Linked DNA regions of Mus musculus: region 1 is linked to region 2. The links are chromatin contacts, called in public promoter capture Hi-C maps. All regions are on one chromosome and are shown on one strand. Each heading gives the region's core, a stretch centred on a gene start, on an enhancer-like site or on the middle of the called end of the contact. The rest is flanking DNA. Distances are from core to core; before and after follow the strand shown.

What was found. Promoter capture Hi-C pulls out the DNA fragments that hold promoters and counts their contacts.
Region 1: a contact with region 2 is called in a promoter capture Hi-C map of macrophages, with 5 read pairs. The contact joins the promoter of Aldh1l2 here to the enhancer-like site in region 2. A contact is called at or near these places in 14 of 39 promoter capture datasets (the C10 cell line, HPC-7-derived erythroid cells, cranial neural crest and 6 more), 1 of 15 datasets of contacts at CTCF or cohesin (the NIH/3T3 cell line), 7 of 484 Hi-C or Micro-C datasets (bone marrow-derived macrophages, embryonic stem cells, gonadal supporting cells and 4 more), 11 of 115 datasets of contacts at active chromatin or transcription factors (astrocytes, embryonic stem cells, epiblast stem cells and 3 more) and 2 of 9 other capture datasets (adipose tissue and liver).

The regions. Positions count from the first base shown.
Region 1 is chr10:83,531,505-83,536,987 of GRCm38.p6, forward strand. Aldh1l2 (aldehyde dehydrogenase 1 family, member L2) reads right to left here and starts at 2,636. Exons shown (of 23, transcript NM_153543.2): 1 at 2,463-2,636. The coding sequence starts at 2,510.
Region 2 is chr10:83,213,259-83,218,499 of GRCm38.p6, forward strand. No RefSeq gene overlaps it. Among named protein-coding and RNA genes, the nearest start is that of Slc41a2, 120 kb to the right of the region's middle. Within about 2 kb of position 2,458, at least 54 of the 459 cell types and tissues checked have an H3K27ac peak or open chromatin away from gene starts, as enhancers often do. A contact at or near this core is called in bone marrow-derived macrophages, granulocyte-monocyte progenitors and macrophages, where this site is marked.

The sequences.
Region 1 (5,483 bases), core at 1,386-3,885, 320 kb after region 2:
TGTCAGTCTCCCTAGACCCTAATCTCGAGCACTGTCTCTAAGTCAACAGTTGTACTCACTGGGCTGAGTTACTTGTTCTCTGAAAACTTCCTTCCAAAACTGGGCCATGCTTAAGTATGGCTAAAGTAAGATGCTCTGGGTCAGACTCAAGTCTCAGCCTAGCACTGGTTACCAAAACCAGGTTGAGCCAGTTTGTATTCTCCTCTCACTCTGATCATTTCTTTCTGCTTGTTGTTCCCTTGTTCTTTCTAAAGCCTTCAGGACCCAACCACAGATTCAGGGAACTGAGCTCACGGCCTCAGCAAGAACGCTAAGCCATCTTTTCAAGCACCTCTCAAACATGCATATGCATATGTATATGTGTATGTATATGTGTATGCATATATAATGTATATGATGCATGTATATACATATGATGTATATGTATGTAAATAATTGTTTAAGGAAAAAGAAGGATAAAAACCATTTTTAAAAAGGCCTGTCAGAAGCTGAGGCCTGAAGAGGGATGAGTAGCCAGGTGAGGAGAGAGAGCTCCTGGCATGAAACTGGTGACCACAGAACATCTCAAAGCCTTTAAAGAAAGGGGCAGACACCATTTTCACTCTCCAATGTGTTCCCATCACTGTGATGTCATCTCTCCAAGGCTTTACCAGGGCCATGGAGATGCGGGTACCATTCTCTTAAGTCTCCAGAACTGAGAGCTAATGAAATCTCTATCGGTTCCCCAGCCTCTGCATTTATTAAAAGTCACAGGAAACAGACTAACATGAAGTATAATTCAGATGCAGTCAAATTCACCTTTTTCTTGTGTGCATACCTTGAGCCTGGGCCCTGTGAGTGTGGATACAACCGTGACAGCCTTGTGTGTGTGCTTTGATTCCCAGGACCACCAAGAAGGAAGGCAAGAACTAACTACTAAAGCTTACCTTCTCACTCCTCCACATGTGCTGTGGCATCCCCCCACCACCACATCCTCCACTCCCAATAGAATGTGACTTGAAATTTCTACAAAAGAAGCTGACAGACAGTTTTCCAAAGTGGTTGTATTGCAGTCTTATTAACCATGTAGTGGCCGTTTTCGTTTTAAGATAACGTTTACAGAGCACTGTGCAAAGGATGTGCTTGCACTATCTGTAGATAACTATCTCCGGTTCTTCCCTCATCCTTTACTGTTCTCCTTTTGACCATGAAGAACTATGACCACTTCCCAGCTCTGTCTGCGGCCACCTTCCCATATGTATTCTTGGGGACAGAGGGCCTCTGTGGCAGCCTGCTGCTTTGCCCAGCTATGTTTCTATTCCTGGTATCTGTCACTTGGCTTGTTCAGCTTTTTTTTTTTTTTCCCCTTAAATAGAAACTTCTAAAACCCCAGCATGGAAATCTTATCATCTTTCAAAACTCCTTTCTTTTAGCTTCCCAACAGTTTACTGACAAGGTGGTAGCCAAGACCAGGGTAGTAGACACGGCTCTTAGCTATCTGTGCCCCAGGACCAGATTGCACGGCCAGAGTGGTTAAAGAAACTAAGGAAGGGTCTGAGGGTTACACAGCAGAATGGTCCAAAGCTCAGGGCAGACGGGTCTCTTATAAACTATGACTGTCCCCCAAAGTCACTTGCATTGATTGTACGGAGCAAAATAAAATCTGACCAATTATTTGGATTCTGCCTTCAACTTTTTTTACATATGGCAATGTCAGAGAAAAATACCAACGGAGGAGAAATATTTTTATAACACAGCCAGGATGTGCTGATTACAAAAGCGATTATGTGCACAGGATAGACGCTTTCCTTAGCCGGAACAGGCTGTGTTGTCTCTCCCCAGACTCACCGAAGTGCTGAAGGCAGAGCCACTTGCAACGTGTCGGCTCTCGTTCCATTTCTAGAAGTGATCTGATGCAATCCCACGTCTGTGAGCTGGGCCGGGGCCAGGTTCTTACTCTACAGTTTTACAACACACCAGCGTGGCTACTCCTGCAGCGCTGGGTGATCCTGGAAATCTGGCCGCCACTACTCGCTACTCGGCGGGAAGCATCAAGCTGTCCTAGATTGCTGTGTTGAGCTTGCCTGGGTCCCAGTCTCATCTGGTAGACCTTGCAAGGCAGTCTCGCTCACACTTATCCACCGTTCCGACCCTAAACTGCTCACGTCGGGGTCATGAAATGCAAAAAGGAAAAAAACAGACTGGCTCGTGTCCCTTTACTCATTGTCAGTCCCCAGCCTGCCATCCCAGCCAGACCGCGTCTGCAGCTGATTCCCGGCAGCAGACAAAGGCTCACTTGACAATTCCCATCCCGGATACTGCCACAGGCTTCTCTGGAGTCTTCCAGTCTGAAAAAAAGCTGTTGTCCCTTCTAGCAAGGTCTGAGCATCACTGCCCACCCCAGCCTTGCCGTCCCGGCCCTGCAACCCCCGAGGTCTGGAAAGCAAGACCAGGATGTGGATGCTCGCCTTGACAGGACTCACCCGGCTGGTGGAGAAGTGCCGTAGCGCCTGGCTACCCCGCCACAGCATGATGTAGAGGAGCGAGCGATTGCCAGGCGGGCGGCGGGAGTGGGTAGGTACCAGGGCTGCAGAGGGTTGAGTGCTTCGCTTCAGCTCTGTCCAGCTCTGCTCACGGCCCCGCCCCCTCGAATGGCAGGTCCCGCCCCTCACCGCTGGCAGAGCTCCTGCCCCTAAGCACACGTGACCTGGTGCAGGTCTAGGGAATGAATCGGTGCCTAACCCAAGGGCTTGCTGGACTCCGCCTCTGCTCCATGGATAGCCTAAGTGTTCGCTAGAGGTGGGACCTTCCATAAATTACTCAGACCCGCGGAGTTAGGCAGAGAGATGTACCTTATAATTTAATCGGACACCCTGTAAGGATTACTTTTTATTTTCAACTTGACTCAAGGTAGGATGATCTGGGAAAGGGATTACCTGGACCAGGCACACCTGGATGGAACATTTCTTGGGTTAACTGAGGTGAGAAGATGCGTCCTGATTGTGGGTGGCATCATTTCATGGACTAGACCCTGAACTAAGAGTAAGAGTGAAAAAAGAAAAAAAACAAACAAACAAACAAACAAAAACAACAACAAAAACGTGTTGAGCAGTAAGCATGTGTGGATTTATTCTCTCTCTCTGAGTGTAACTAGCTAGCTGCCTCGGGTTCCCACCTTGACTTCCGGACAATGGTAGATAGTAACCTGGACTCCTAAATTGAATAAACCCTTTCTCCTTTAAGTTGCTTTTTCCTCGGGGTGTTTCGCAACAGAAATGAATTAGAACACTTCGAAAGTTACCTGCCTAACAGTCGCCAGAAAGCAACAGGCACACTTGTGGAGCTCCAGCTTGAACTGGGAAGATAAGGCGCTGGGCACCCTTGCTTTAGGCATAGTCTGATACCCCCATCATCTGAGGATGAGGGTTGGTAAGATACTGTTCGCTGGCCTTGTCGCACACTTCTCGTCCCCAGTAGATAACTCATACCTGCATTTGTGCCTTGCCTCTATGAAGAAACTTGCACACATGCTGTAGTGAAACCTTTGTCCCAAAAGGATTCCTTAGCCTGGAATTCGGGGCTGCGTGGAGTTTCGTTCACTCTTGTATTTTGATATTCTTCTGCCCGTGTGATTATTACTTCCCAACTGTTTATTGTGAATTCATTAATTGAACAGATTCACAGCGTTCTCTGTCACATCCATACAGATGAGTTACTTTTTGTTGGACTCCACTCACTATCCTTAATCCCCTTAAACAACTCTCTCGATTTGTTTATATACTCATGGGGGGCATTGGATACCTAAAGAAGCTGTTAAAGGCAGATCTGAAAGATCTTCAGTTTTGGTTTTTTATTTATTTTTTATTTTTGTTACATTCATGAACCATACACTCTTTAACCCAAAGATGTAACAAACATTTGGTGAAATGTGTCTATTCTTACTGAAGTCTCTGAGACTCTGTCTGGCATTTTCTTTGTAATGATATGAAACAAATGTTACTGACTTCTTGCTTAAATCCATTTCACTTTTGAGCACTCAGAGATCATGCACATTGGTTAGGGAGCATCTTTCCATGTATGTATGTATGTATGTATGTATGTATGTATGCATGCATGCATGTATGTATGTATGTATGTATTTTAATATTTACTTTTGCTGGAGATGTGGCTCAGAGGTTAAGAGCACTGACTGCTCTTCCAGAAGTCCTGAGTTCAATTCCCAGCAACCATGGTGACTCACAATCATCTGTAATGGGATTCAATGCCGTCTTCTGGTGTGTCTGAAGACAGCTACAGTGTACTCATATACATAAAATAAGTAAATAAATCTTTGGGGAAAAAAGATTTACTTCATTTTTAATTAGTGCAATGTATTGTCTGTATGTGCGTGCTTGTGGCCTCAGAGGGACGTTACGGGAAGTTGTAAGTCACCTGAAGTGGATTGTGGGAACTGAACTCCCATCCTCTGTAAGAGCAGTATGAGCTCTTAACCACTACCCCGGTCCAAGACATTGCCCGTAACCCTACCGGTTTATGGGCATGTTTCAGCTTTACTGACTGTATATCAGCTTGAGGAAACTGTGAGGCTTGAGATAATCCTTCTTGGAATGAAATGGTCAGATGTATGCCCAGCCCAGATTATTTTACTTAAGATTCTGCTTTCAGGGAGCTAGAGAGATGGCTCAGTGGTTAACAGCACTCACTGCTCTCTTAAGGTCCTGAGTTCAATTCCCAGCACCCACACGGCAGCTCACAGGTGTCTGGTGCCATCTTCTAGTATGCAGAAGTACATGCAGATAAAGAACTCATATACATAAACATGTAAATCTATCTATCTATCTATCTATCTATCTATCTATCTATCTATCTATCTGTATCTATATGAATCTGCCTTCAGTATCTGAGGAATAAAACAGACTAAATCTTTTTTAAACTGAAATATCTTTTTATTTTGACATTCTCATACTTCATAAATAAAAAGTAATTTTTAGTTCAGGTAGTAGAATGCTGTCATTAAGAAAGAATGTATAAAGATTGATAGAGGGCTGGAGAGATGGCTCAGTGGTTAAGAGCACTGACTGCTCTTCAGAATTTGATTGCTGAGTTCAAATCCCAGTGACCACATGGTGGCTTACAACCACCTGTAATGAGATCTGACGCCCTCTTCTGGTGAGTCTGAAAACAGCTACAGTGTACTTAGATATAATAATAAATAAATCTTTAATAAAAAGATTGATAGAATGGAATTGTAAATAAGATGCATTGAAAGTTTGTAAACATTTGTGCATTTATCAAAATAATAATGTACAGAGCACTGTAATACAGAAGAAATGTAAAAATGAACAAAACACAGTCTGTTTCCTCAGTTTCTTTTATAATCTAAAGCAACTGACAAATGATAACTTGGGAGGAAGAAAATTGTGGAGTTGAAGTGAGTTTGGGACCACATGGCCTCAGAGTCCTGACTTGAAACACGATAAATGATCGATGAGTGTGGGAATGAA
Region 2 (5,241 bases), core at 1,208-3,707:
CCTCTTTTTTCCTGCTCTCCTGTATCAGCCGAACAGTGCCAGGTGGTCCAAGTGTTTTCCTCTTGAAACTATAGACAAAGTTTTCTAAGGAACATATGTTGATTGTGACTGTTAGTTTTAACTGTCAACGTGGCACAATTTAGAATAACCTAGGAACACAGTGTCAGTAAGGGATTGTCTACATCAGTCTAGTTTATGGGCGTGTCTATGGAGACAGTCTGTTTTCATTGATCTGGGGAGAACCAGACCACTGTGGGCGGCACCATTCCCTATGCAGGAGCCCTGCGTTGTATAAGTGTGGAGAAGGTGAGCTGAGTTGTGAGCATGCATGCATTCTTTCTCTGCTCTTGACTGCAGATGTGGTGATCTGCTTCAAGTAGCTGCTGTTTGACTTACCTGCAGTGACTGCTGCGGACTGGAATTGTGAGTTGAATAAATGCTTTCTTTCTTAAGGTTGCCTTTATCAGGTTGTCTTACCACAGCAACAGAAATAAAAGATGTTGGTGGAAAAACTGACATCTACATCCTAGATACAGGGAGCTGGGAATGCAATTTTAAAAATGTTTGTTATGGAAAGGGGGAGTTAATATTGTGAAGAACAATCAAATGGAGATAATGTTCAATAAGGATGTTGGAGATCTGTAAATGACAGCTGCCAGTCACGGTGTGGAAGCAAGCAAAGTGACAGAGCAGAAAGCAGAGGCTATGAAACATATCTAATAGAAAAATCACAAAGATATATGAATAGATAATGTGCTCTTTAAAAACTTCAAAGCACTAACAACAACAACAACAAACAAACAAAAGAACAGAGATCATGAAGTAAGTTTTGAAAAGTAAAGACAGAAAGGCATAAATTAATAATGTAGTAAACTGGATAAGAGAAATGGATGGAAAAAATCTCTCAAAACATGAAACAAGAGGCTGGAGAGATGGCTCAGTGGTTGAGTCTGTTCTTCCAAGGGATCCAGGTTCAATTTCCAGCACCACATGGCAGTTCACAACTGTCTGTAACTCCCATGCCAAGGGACCTGACAACCTCACATCAATACACATAAAATAAAGTTAAGTAACTTATTTTTAAAAGAACATAAGATGAAAAGGCAAAGGGATGAAAAATCTGAAATGAAAAAGAAAGACAAATATGGAAGGTGAAATCAGAGAAAAGTGGACTTTAACTGAGTTATCCCAGAATAAGAATGAGAGTGGGGGAGGCATGAAATAATTTTCAATTTAAATGATCTCTCTCTCTCTCTTCTCTGTCTCCTTCCTTTACTCCTGCCTTCTTTCCCTCCCTCCCCTGTCCTTTCCTCTTTCCCCTTGCTCTTCCTCTTCTTCTTCCTCTCTCTCTCTCTCTCTCTCTCTCTCTCTCTCTCTCTCTCTCTCTCTCTCTCTCTCTTTCTCTCTGTCCTTTTTCTCTTTATCCTCTCCCCCACTCCTCCCTATGGGGATTACTTTGGCCTCAATCCTTGGAGCCAGTGAACTTGCCAGAGACCAGCTTCCCAATAAACACGCCTTTAATATAAAACAAAAACAAAACTTCCCAGATGTAAAGACAGATATTCTAACGGCCTCCTAAGTTCCAAGTCTGATATGAATAAAGTGTCTCAGAGAGCTTTCGAATTATGACATTTCAGAACACTCAGGATAGAGGCTGATGGAGTTGATTTTTAAAAAAAGCTGGCCCTCTTATGAGACTCATTATTCAACAGCTGCTTCAAACACGTGACATGTATTAGTTCATTTAAACTTCACGCACAATAGGGCCAGGAGAGATGATTCGGCCTTTAAGAGTGCTTCCTGCTGTTCCACACGGGGCAGCTCCCAACCACCTGTAACTTCAGCTCAGGGCATTTAAAGCAGAACCACAGACTACAGTCATCCTCGTGGCCTTAGGTGGTAGCAGGGCCATGAACATCAACATAGGCCTGGCAGCGCTAGGTGCAGTAAGACTATGGACCAGGATGTGGCTCTCAGTGGCAACATGGGGCTGGAATCACCGTGGCCCCCAGTGACAGCACAGCTACCCACATGATGTGGCCCCCAGTGGCAGCATTACCCACAGACATCAACATGGTCTCAGTCTGCAACACAGACCATGGACATCTATACAGCCTTTGGTGGTAGCACACGCCATGGACATCAACATAGACCCAGCTGCACCAATACTTACCTTGCAACTGATACCTAAGGTCATGGTGATGTCCAGGTTCGTCCTGTCACAGAGGGCCATATTAGGGTCTGCGGTCTTAGTGTAGCTGGATCTGCATTGATGTCTGTGGCCTGTGCTACCCAAAGTCCATGTGGAAATCCATGGTCTATGCTCCCGCCTGAAGCCATGGTGATGACCATAATCCCAGCTTCATCAGAGGGCCTTGTCTGGGTCCTGGCCCTACTGCAACTGGGAGCCTTGTTTGTGGTCTGTGCTGACTTCAGAAACCATGTGAAACCCATGATTCATGCTCTCCCAGTTCATAAAAAGCAAATAAACTCCTTTGACGGTGACATCAATGACTGCAGACGCACAGTTGAGAAAAAGGGAAGTGGACGGCTTCTGTGACAACCCCTCCCTCCACCCCATGCCCACCCCCAAACGGTAACAGCCTAGTTACTCTTAAAAACTGTGATAGAATGCTGAAGTGTCTCTCCACAATAGATGGCTTCCAGCAGAGGTGTGGGAGGGGAGACTTAGCTCTACTTAACAGGCTGAGAGTTTGACCATGCTCCAGTGAGTATACAGATAACAAAATTGCACTTTTTTGGGGGAGGGAGGTCACTGGGGATGGGGCACACAAGGAACGACTAGGAAACAAATTTGATACAGTGTATGATGTGAAATCAGCAAGCAATCAATAAAAATATTATGTTGGAAAAACAAAAAATAAAATAAACGTCTTGGCCTTGTAGGCATCTACACTTACATGGCACACACACACATACACACACATACACACAAACATACACAAATACACACAAACACACATACATACTACCATCACACACCACACACACACATAAACACACACAAACACATACACATGACCACCACCACCACATACCATACACACACACATAAACACACACAAACACACACAAACACACACGACCACCACCACCACACACACAAACGTACACACAAACGCATATACACACAACCACCACCACACCACACACACACACACACACACACACACACACACAAATACAAATTTAAAAAATAGGTCTTTAAACCTTGAAATACTCCTAAGAACTGGCTACTATTTGCATGTGTTTTTTCCAGTTGAAAATGAGGAGCTTATCCACCACACACAGCTGGCTCACGGGAAAATGAGGTTCATACCTGAAACCTGCCCGATTACCTCAATTCCTTAACTACCACTTCCTTTTAGAAATCGGGAAAGAGCTGCTTCCAAACTCTGGCAGAATAAAAACATGTTTAATGCAGAATTGACTTAAATATGAATCAAGTGTTAGGGATCATGACACATTTTCACATGTGCAAAAACTTAGTGCAAAAGCTCAGATAGGAGAAAACCCACTTCCAGATGTCCAAAACCATAAACGTAGTAGCATATTAAACACGCTCTGGGAATCTGAAGCCCTGAAGTTAATATGTCCAATTAATACCACGGTTAATCGTGATCATCAATTTGATAGGATCTGGAATCAACTAAGAGACCTGACTGGGGTGGATCTGTGAGGGCACATCCAGAAAGGACACGCTAAGGGGAGAAAGCCCTCCCTCAGAGCAGGAGGGCTACTGGCAGGCATTACCCAGAGATAGAGTTCTGAGGAAGAAGCGGTTAAGTGTAGCCACCCCGGGCCGCTGCCGCTGCCCTTCACGGACATCAGAATCCACTTATTTAGCCCTCCAGCTTGGACTGAAGACCCCCAAAGACCAGTGACTCTCCAGAAATCTTCCAGGCCTTCAGCATCAGCTTGCGACTGATCAGACAGACAGTCTTTTAGATTGCGCAGGCGCCAGGTTCTCAGACTCTCCAGCCTCTGTTGGACTTCCCAGACCATTTTATCATGTAAGCCTTTCTAGTAAACCCCCTTCGGACTATATAGTCCGTCTATCAGCTCTGTTCCCGTAGAAAACCTTGTGTATTCCCTTTGTCTTGGCCAAGACAGATAAGATGTCTGCTTCTTTGCCAGCTGTGGATTTGGCCCAGGGAGGGCTGCAGCTGGAACCTGATACAACTTCCAAAGAGACGAAAACTTGACACAGCAGGGACCAAGCCAAACTGCTGAGAAGGGACTGGGGGTGTTGGGCAAGCAGGGTGTAGAGAGGGTGGGGGGAGATAGGGGGAACTTTGGCTCCGGAACAAAGACTGGCTCAGGCCTCTCAGTGACTCACAACTTTGTGCCCCATGAACATGTGCCTTCTTCAGAGTAGAGATCTGAGCCGTCAGGGAGTCTCAGTTCCCTCACCCATAACCTCCCTCCCCAAATGGGGTCCTGAGCTTTGCATGTGAACAGAGGGGATCCTGAGCAACAGAGCCCAGAGGACCCTGGCTGAAGGGAGATGTGATCCCTACATTCTTAGAAATAACAGAGAGCCGGGTGTCTGCTGAGCACATTGGGCAATGAGCATGGAAGCATGGCTATAAAGACAGTGTCAGCTTAGGACCTCATTTGTACGCATGTTGGTGAGGTTTGAGGAGACTTGATTTTCATTTGTCTGGGTAGAGAGTTCTCATCAGTAAAGCAGCTGCTTTTTGGATGCAACATCATTCCAGTCTACACATCCCATGTCACTTCATCATCCTCGCCATTGGGTTATCTCATCTCAGAAGGATGCACAGACAGCATCGTCATTGTCGTCATCGTCATCACCATCATCACAATCATCGCCAGCAGCAGCAGCAGCAGCAGATCTGAGAACATCTAGGCAGTGTAGACTCCCAAGTCTTGCTCCAGACCTACAAAACTAGCATCTTCCCCCCAGCAAAGGCACCAGGTGATTGACCTGCACGATAGTTTGAGGCTCCTGTGTGTGTGTGTGTGTGTGTGTGTGTGTGTGCCCTTGCAGAGGACCACGGGCCTCGAGACCCTTCTCTTTTGCAACCCAGCCACGAGGTAACCAGATTCATTCTGCCACACACACACACTCCAGCCTGACTTGCTGCTCTTCCTTGGGACCAGTGAGTCATGGACTGGAACCTTTGAAAGCACGAGCCAAAACGAACTGTTTCTCTCTGTAAGTAATGGACTGGTTTGTGCACCAAGACAACCCTC